Regions from separate parts of the Columba livia genome. Here region 1 is linked to region 2. Evidence: chromatin contacts called from public Hi-C data. All regions are on one chromosome and are shown on one strand. Each heading gives the region's core, a stretch centred on a gene start, on an enhancer-like site or on the middle of the called end of the contact. The rest is flanking DNA. Distances are from core to core; before and after follow the strand shown. Region 1 holds the start of ZC3H15 (zinc finger CCCH-type containing 15). Region 2 has its middle 16 kb from the start of NEUROD1.

Region 1 (3,767 bases), core at 691-3,190, 390 kb after region 2:
CCCAGGAGAGCTGGCCCCTCAGCAGTGACACCACAGGGTGACACCGTAGATGATCTATTATTACCACACTAACATGTGGCAGCAAATTCACTTGCCTAGCACATCCAAGCACCCCTTAACCTAGGCTCATCTAAGCCCAGCCCAGCCTCTCCTTAGGCTTCCCCATAAGCAAAAGTAGACAATACCTAAATTAACATGCAGAAGATCACCACAGTACTCAGCTCCTACTAAATTTCTAGCAGGGATTACAGAGCCCTTCCTAGTCCCCTAAGAAAGCTATATATCTCCTGCCTTTCCCTCAGGATCATGTTTTCCAGGTGGCTCTCATTATCAGCCAAAACATCTCCAGCTGACTTAACCAGTGAAGTTTGGTTTTATCTTATAAAACCCTCCACTGGGGTCTGGTGGGGCTTGAGGAAGGATGTGGTGGGGTGGCTTAAACAGGTTGCTGGTCCTGTTGAGGCTGTGTTAGTGAGGGACTCTTAAAATCTGTGTTATCTTTGTCAGGCTCTTTCTGACAGCTTTGAAACTTACGTATTTTTCAATAAAGTCTCTCAGAGGAATAGAAGCTTAAAATTTGGGGTTTAGCACAAATGTGAAAACAGGTGGCTGAGGAGATGGAGATAACTAAATGAGTGTCCTTGTTGGGGGGGGGAGGGGATTATTCAAATACAGAACAAATACTCAGGTGAGTGGGAGTCCCAACTGTAAAGCTGGTTTCTGACAGAGAAGGAAGGAATTGGAAGCTGCTGCTTGTGCCCATTTGGGTGCAAACTGCAGCTCTTTGGCTGTGCTTTAAGTTCATATTCACCTTTCCCACTCAGCAGAAATACATGGCTAGATCTATACTTTTGTGGAAAAAAACAGTACAATGTATTGAATTTGGTTCATTTCTTTAATAGTGAAAGATGCACACATAACATAGTGAAACAGAATAGTCAGTAAAGTACAATGGGCTCTTTGATGACCCATAAACACCTCTAAGTTAATCATTCCCTTGTCATTCATTAAACTATTCATAAAGTAGTTAATAAGAACTAGAGTAGTGATCTTAATTTTTAAGGTAAAGAAAACAGAAAAAAATCCAGAAGCTTGAGTCATGTTAAGCCTGGTATTTCTATTGCTATTTATTTTTTTTTTTTAATTGAATATTGTAGATAGTACTGACTTGTATTTACTCACAAGTCTAGCCTAAGCTAGTTCAAAATCTAATGCTTAATGCAAACTAGAACAAAGTTGCATAAATTCCCAGAAACTAGAAATAAAATACTGTTCTTCAGTCTTAGAAGAATGAATCTTTTAATTACATGTGTCATAAAGAAGTACAATCTCAACAAAGATGGATTTGCCTGCTCCACACTAAAGGTTCTGGATATGACTGATTACTACAATATATCTTGGGTCATTTTGCACACTTTTATCCTCCCCAATATTTATGGTAGTACATGGTGATTTATTGGCAATAGCATTTTTCAGACATTCAAGTCTCAATCTACCAGATCTCACTGGCAAGAGGTTCTGCTCTTGTTTATCTAAAAAGCCAGTCGGGTACAAGAGGATCTGCAGCCTTTCCTAAAAAGGAACCTTCACCAAAATTTAGGGCAGCTCCCTATATGTCAGTACAGAATTGGGCCCTAGCAAGTTTTAAGCTTTGTGGTTTTCCTTTGATTGATTCCCAGAACTGGCTTAATTATTTCTTAGCTGGACCAGTGATCAAAATACAAAATTCATCATGTCAACTTGCAAGGATGAAGGACATGAACTACTAAAATGACAGGTTGAACACAGTCAGACCACAAAGTCGGCTTTTACAATCTATAACACATCTCAGCGAGGACGGCGCCTCCGCACGCCCCAGCCCCGCGTTCGGCCCGGGGGGCGGAGCCCACTCCGGGGTTCCCCGCCCCTCTGTGACGTTGGGCGGAGCGCCCGGCTGTCGCTCCGCCACGCGCTGCCTGCCGGGAGATTATTGGGCCCTCGCGCCCTGCCCGCGTTGCCTTCCCAGCGTGCCCCGCGGCCGCCGGATCAGTTGCGGCCCCGCGGCGGCCCCGGCCCCGAGAGACCCCGAGCGAGAGCTGAGGCCGCTGCGCTCCCCGCCATGCCCCCCAAGAAGCAGCAGCAGCCGGCGGGGGGCAGCAAGAAGGCGGACCAGAAGAAGAAGGAGAAAATCATCGAGGTGAGGCGAGCAGGGCCGCGCTGGGCCCAGGCGGCCGCTGCCGCCGACACCGAGCGGGCCGCTCTCCGGCCGCTCCCGGGGCCTGGCGCTTTCCGCGGGTCCACCGGGACGCGGCAGCGCAGTTCCTGTGCCTCCCTGTGCCGTGCCCCGGCTGCGAGTATGAGCGCTGCTGCCGGGCTCCCCAGACCCCCGCGGGCTGCCTCTCCGGCCGGAGCGGCCGCGGCGATGGTCGTGAAGCCCGAAGCCGGTGTTTGCGGGGCCGCAGCCCAGCCCAGCAGCACCGCGCCGGCGGTTGCAGGTTCCGTCGGCGGCTGCGGAGCTGTGGGGTCACTGCCCATGTTCCTGTCAGTTGTGCTGGTGGCCGCTGCCCTTCTTGGACTGGGGATCGGGGTTTCAGCCGGAACGACTTCTGGGCAGAGCTAGTTTTGGGCTGAAGGTGATTTGACCAGAGAGCTCTTCCTTTCCCTTCTCCAGATATTTGTTCTGTGTGTTCCTGTATTTTCTGAGCCTGGCTTTTCGAGCTGTAGCTTTGCATTTCTCACTCAGTTTAAAACCTGTGTGTAGTTTGTTTTGGGTCTTTGTGATACAGTTGCATCTGTGTGGCTCAGGAGCCACTTCCTGGAGTAACAATTTAGTAAGTCTTTCGCTGAGGTTGAATATGAAATAATTTGAACGTTAATCAGTAATATCTCATTCTCTTTAGATATAAGGAAGGAGTTCTTCCCCATGAGGGTGGTGAGGCACTGGAGCAGGATGCCCAGAGCAGCTGTGGATGCCCCATCCCTGGGAGTGTCGAAGGCCAGGCTGGTGGAAACTGTCCCTGCCCGTGGTTTGGGTTGGAACTAAATGATCTTTAAGGTCTCTTCCAAGCCAAACCGTTCAGTGATCTTAACTGATGCTCAATTCCGTGGTAAAACAGATTTTAAAGAAGCTGTTAGAGGTGTATGTGTGTGGTAATTATTAGGATGGTCATGCAAATCTTCTGCTATACAAAAGAAAGTGGTGTTGAATGTACAAGGAGAGAGCAGTTATAAGAAAATGAAATGTTTGCCTATATCTATTGGCATGGAAGATAGAAGCAGCTCAGCTGTTCAGGCAGAATATTCATGTAATGCAAATGTTCTTTTTGATCTAGCACTCTAAAATATTATTTCTACATTATTTGGGAATGTTAGATTGCAGTCGTTGTTCTCACTCTCTGTTGGCTTCAGTGTTTCTGATGTTCTTGTTGAATCTAGCTACATAGGATAATTCTGGTTTTTAATTATTAAAAAACCCAACAAAACCAAACTAAAAAACAGCTGAAAGGGGGGAAAAATGTGCATTGATTATTGACAACGATCTGTTACATAATTCACATACATGGGAATATATATTCCATCTGGCAGTTGTTACGGAAATCACGTGTGTGAACTATGTATTTTCTTTCCTGACTAGTTATTTTGACAACTTGCAGACTCTTCAAATTAGCATGAAGTAACAGAGGACCAGCTGCTGTTGAGAGGGGATATATTGTAAATGAAAACAGAGTAACTCTGGAAACTTGGAACTGTTTATTCTGTCATTCTTTTAGAATATACTTCTGGATTTT
Region 2 (3,354 bases), core at 512-3,011:
TAGAACTCCAGCATCAAACTTTCAGGTGCCTGATAACCGTATGCAGAGCAGACTTTTAGGAGACAAAATTCTTAGGAAAATAACAAATTTAATGGAGTAGAATAGCAGAGGGGCTGGCTCAAGCTGGGTACCTGTGCAGAGGTCCACCCAAGCATAGAAAACTACAAACTTTTGTGTCTTTACAGACCATCCACACCAAGATCCACTCCAATAGCAATATTTCACCACCAGGTCCTTTGGTCCCCATTGGACCCTTTTTCTCTGACTCCACATGGGCCTTTGTTTTGCTCAATTGTAGACATCGGTTTTGGTCTCTATCCTTGAAGGTGCCATTTTGTCTGGATAAATCCTTTCTTCTCACTGAAGTGCAAAATAGGCCTCATTTTGCAAATGTCTGTAATGTCTCTGCATTAGCCTTTGGTCATTGTTTTCCCAGTCAGTTCCATTTTTCCCAGCAAAATGCCTGCTAGACTTTATATTGCAGGCATTTAGTGTAGTGTGCAGTTGCTTTTGGTAAATACAAGCTTAAAATTTTAGCAAATCTAGTCTACCAAGTAACATGAATCAAAGAGTATGTTAAAATCATACAGCCTTATATCTCTAAATAATCAATTACATTCAGTATGCATCTACTTAAGTTAAATGACTAATATTGAACTTGAATTGGGCTCATCCACTGACCTGTGAGTAGTAAAACCATTGCCACACAGCTCACTTATTTAGCAGGGAGAACTCATCCAGGGCTCATCTAGGCTGTCATATTTGTAGAATGAAGTGGTTGACTTGTAGCCAAATTGCATACAGTGGGAAAGGTCTGCACGAGACTCCCTGCACCCACAAGCCACCGGTGTTCAGTGTGCTGTTCTGCTTCCCTGTGGGTCTACTGAAAGGAGCTCTTGGCCTGGGTGAGGCTCAGTCCTTTACCTCCTCTGTAGCCTGGACCAAACTGCTGCTGGTTTGTCTGGGCAGGGGGTTCGAGTGCATCCGTCACACTTGTGCATATTAGTTAGCAAATACGAACCCATTCAAAATGTTGAGAAGTTTTAAATCTAAATTCCTATTTAAAGTATTCCCTTATTGATTGGAAATTTATTTTATTTTCTGGAAGTGCTAGTATTACCTTGACATAACGTAACATGTCTTGATACTTGGAAGAAGGATAACATGTTCAAGTCATGACACAGATTTTAAAAAGTTTTAAAATTAAACTGTTCTTATTTAGTTGCCCAATATATATATATATGTGTATATATATATATATTTAATGTTTACTCTTGCAGTTCCCGTATAAATTTGGTGTTTTCCTACTATGTGGTATTTTCAGGGCTGACACACGGTGGTGCTGCAGCTAATAGGTTTATATTTTCTGCAGCTGTTTCTCTGCTGTCACTGTTTTGTTCTTCTCCTTCATTTGCAGATACTGTTTGGGCCATCAAAGTCCCTGACTAAAAAATACCCCATTATTCAATTCCTGATGGACCGTGATCCATTTTTCAGCAGTTCTTAAGTTAATAATAATAACTAGTATAATAGTAGTAGTAATAATAATAATGCCTTCGTGCTGCACATTTCCTTACAAAATGTGTACGCATCATTCTAGTGAAACAGTGCAAATATGGGCATGGTCCAGTAATTATAAACATAGGCACAGAGGGTAAGTTCTGAAAGGAATCTCAAGAGGTCGTCGAGTCCATCCTCTTCATGCAGGAGCCAGGATAGCTGGAGGTCTGCCTGGTCTCTTCTTGAATACCAGTGTGGGCTTTATGGGAATACCTCAAATGTTTTTATGTGTTTTTTCATACACGTCTCCCACATGGGATCTTTGCCTGAGTAAAGATGAGAGATGAAACACGCACAGTTCCACTGTTCCAGTCTCACAGGCAAGAAATGGTCAGATCTGCCAGCGGGCAGTGGAACAGAGCTTTTGGCTTTTCCCAGCATTTCTGTGAGGCTCATCTGTAAGTTCAGAGGTGCTGGAGGAACAGTAGGACACAAGAGGAACTTTGCCGACATCTGGGTCTGCTGCTTTGCTCTGAGAGTCTTCAGGTTTTTATCCCAACACCCCAGATATTTGGCATGCCCACTGTCTTTCCCCCCAGGGAGCCCTTACAGATGCTGGTAGCATTAAAGCAGGCACTGCGGGTGATCACGGAGTGACCAGCGGCAAGGTTTTGCTGTTGCAAAGGAGATGTGTTCCTGCACGGGATGGGTGATGCTGTGATGAGAAGCTGTTTCTCTGCTCCCACTCTGGCTAGCTCAGCCCTCCTTCCACCTTTGCACAGCAACAGCCTCAGTTCCCGGCAGGAAATAACCTGTAGGGACAAATGATCTTAATTATTAGGACAAAGATTACTTGTTTAAGTGCAGATTCTTTGTACTAATACAAAAAATAATCAAGATGTGTCATTGTAATTAAATTGAATCTGTTATTTCCTCCCAAAAGATTTCCCTTTAAATCTAATTTATTATTTGGTTTCTTAATTAGTATTAAAGACCTAAAGATGTTGTGGTTTACACATGAAAAGCATGAGCAAGAGCATGATTGCTATTACGGGCTTCCTGGGAAGCGGTCGGGTTACAGGCTCTGGAAAACAAGGCTCTAGCTGACAAAATGCAGTGAACACGCACACACTGAAGAAGGTGAAGAAGCACAATGAGTGTGCTCCTGCCAAAACAACAGAGGCACTAAGCTGGTGTGGAAAAATTGCCTTCCTAGTCAGGAAAATGTGTTCTTACTTGGTGGTACCATGTGGCGAAAGCCTCAAAACATATGGTAGGATCAATTTTGGTTTTGGACACATGTTTAAACGCTTTTTAACATGCAAACTTCATATTTCTTTGGTCTTGGTGGATATAAGTGAGCTGCTTGTCACATCCTGCTGCTTCACAAAGGCTGATTTTATATGTGTGGACTTTGGAGCTGGGACAGACAGGGGGAATTATGTAGCAGCAGGAAAAAAAAGAGACGATCATCATCAGATTGTAAATGGGAGAAATCAGAACATATACCACTTAAGCTCTTTAATTTTTTTTTAAGGAAGAAAAGGCTGGAATTTTCCTTCATTATTTCAACAGATTTTTTTTTTTTTCCCCCAGAAGAAACACATATTTCTTAGGGGTTTTGTTTGTTTGATTTATTTTCTTGGTTTATTTTTATTGTAGCTGTTATTCTCTCTTTCTATTAATATCTGAAGATTGGATATGTTTTCTAATAGAAGAATTTGAGTTTAACCTTTGCCTGTGGAATAAAGTTTGTTTTCCTTTGCATGCTGAGGTCTGTCCTTTTTACCAAAGGATTGTATTACATGTGATTTTCCCTGGAAATTAGAGAGCAACCCTGTCTCTTCTGGGAAG

The links. Hi-C and Micro-C count contacts between places; a contact is called where the count stands out from the background.
Region 1: a contact with region 2 is called in a Hi-C map of crop, with 3 times the contacts expected there. The contact joins the promoter of ZC3H15 here to the enhancer-like site in region 2. A contact is called at or near these places in 2 of 2 Hi-C or Micro-C datasets (crop and liver).

Annotation. Positions count from the first base shown.
Region 1 is chr7:26,132,603-26,136,369 of bColLiv1.pat.W.v2, forward strand. ZC3H15 (zinc finger CCCH-type containing 15) reads left to right here and starts at 1,941. Exons shown (of 10, transcript XM_065068925.1): 1 at 1,941-2,176. The coding sequence starts at 2,099.
Region 2 is chr7:25,746,875-25,750,228 of bColLiv1.pat.W.v2, forward strand. No RefSeq gene overlaps it. Among named protein-coding and RNA genes, the nearest start is that of NEUROD1, 16 kb to the left of the region's middle. Within about 2 kb of position 1,762, at least 1 of the 3 cell types and tissues checked has an H3K27ac peak away from gene starts, as active enhancers do.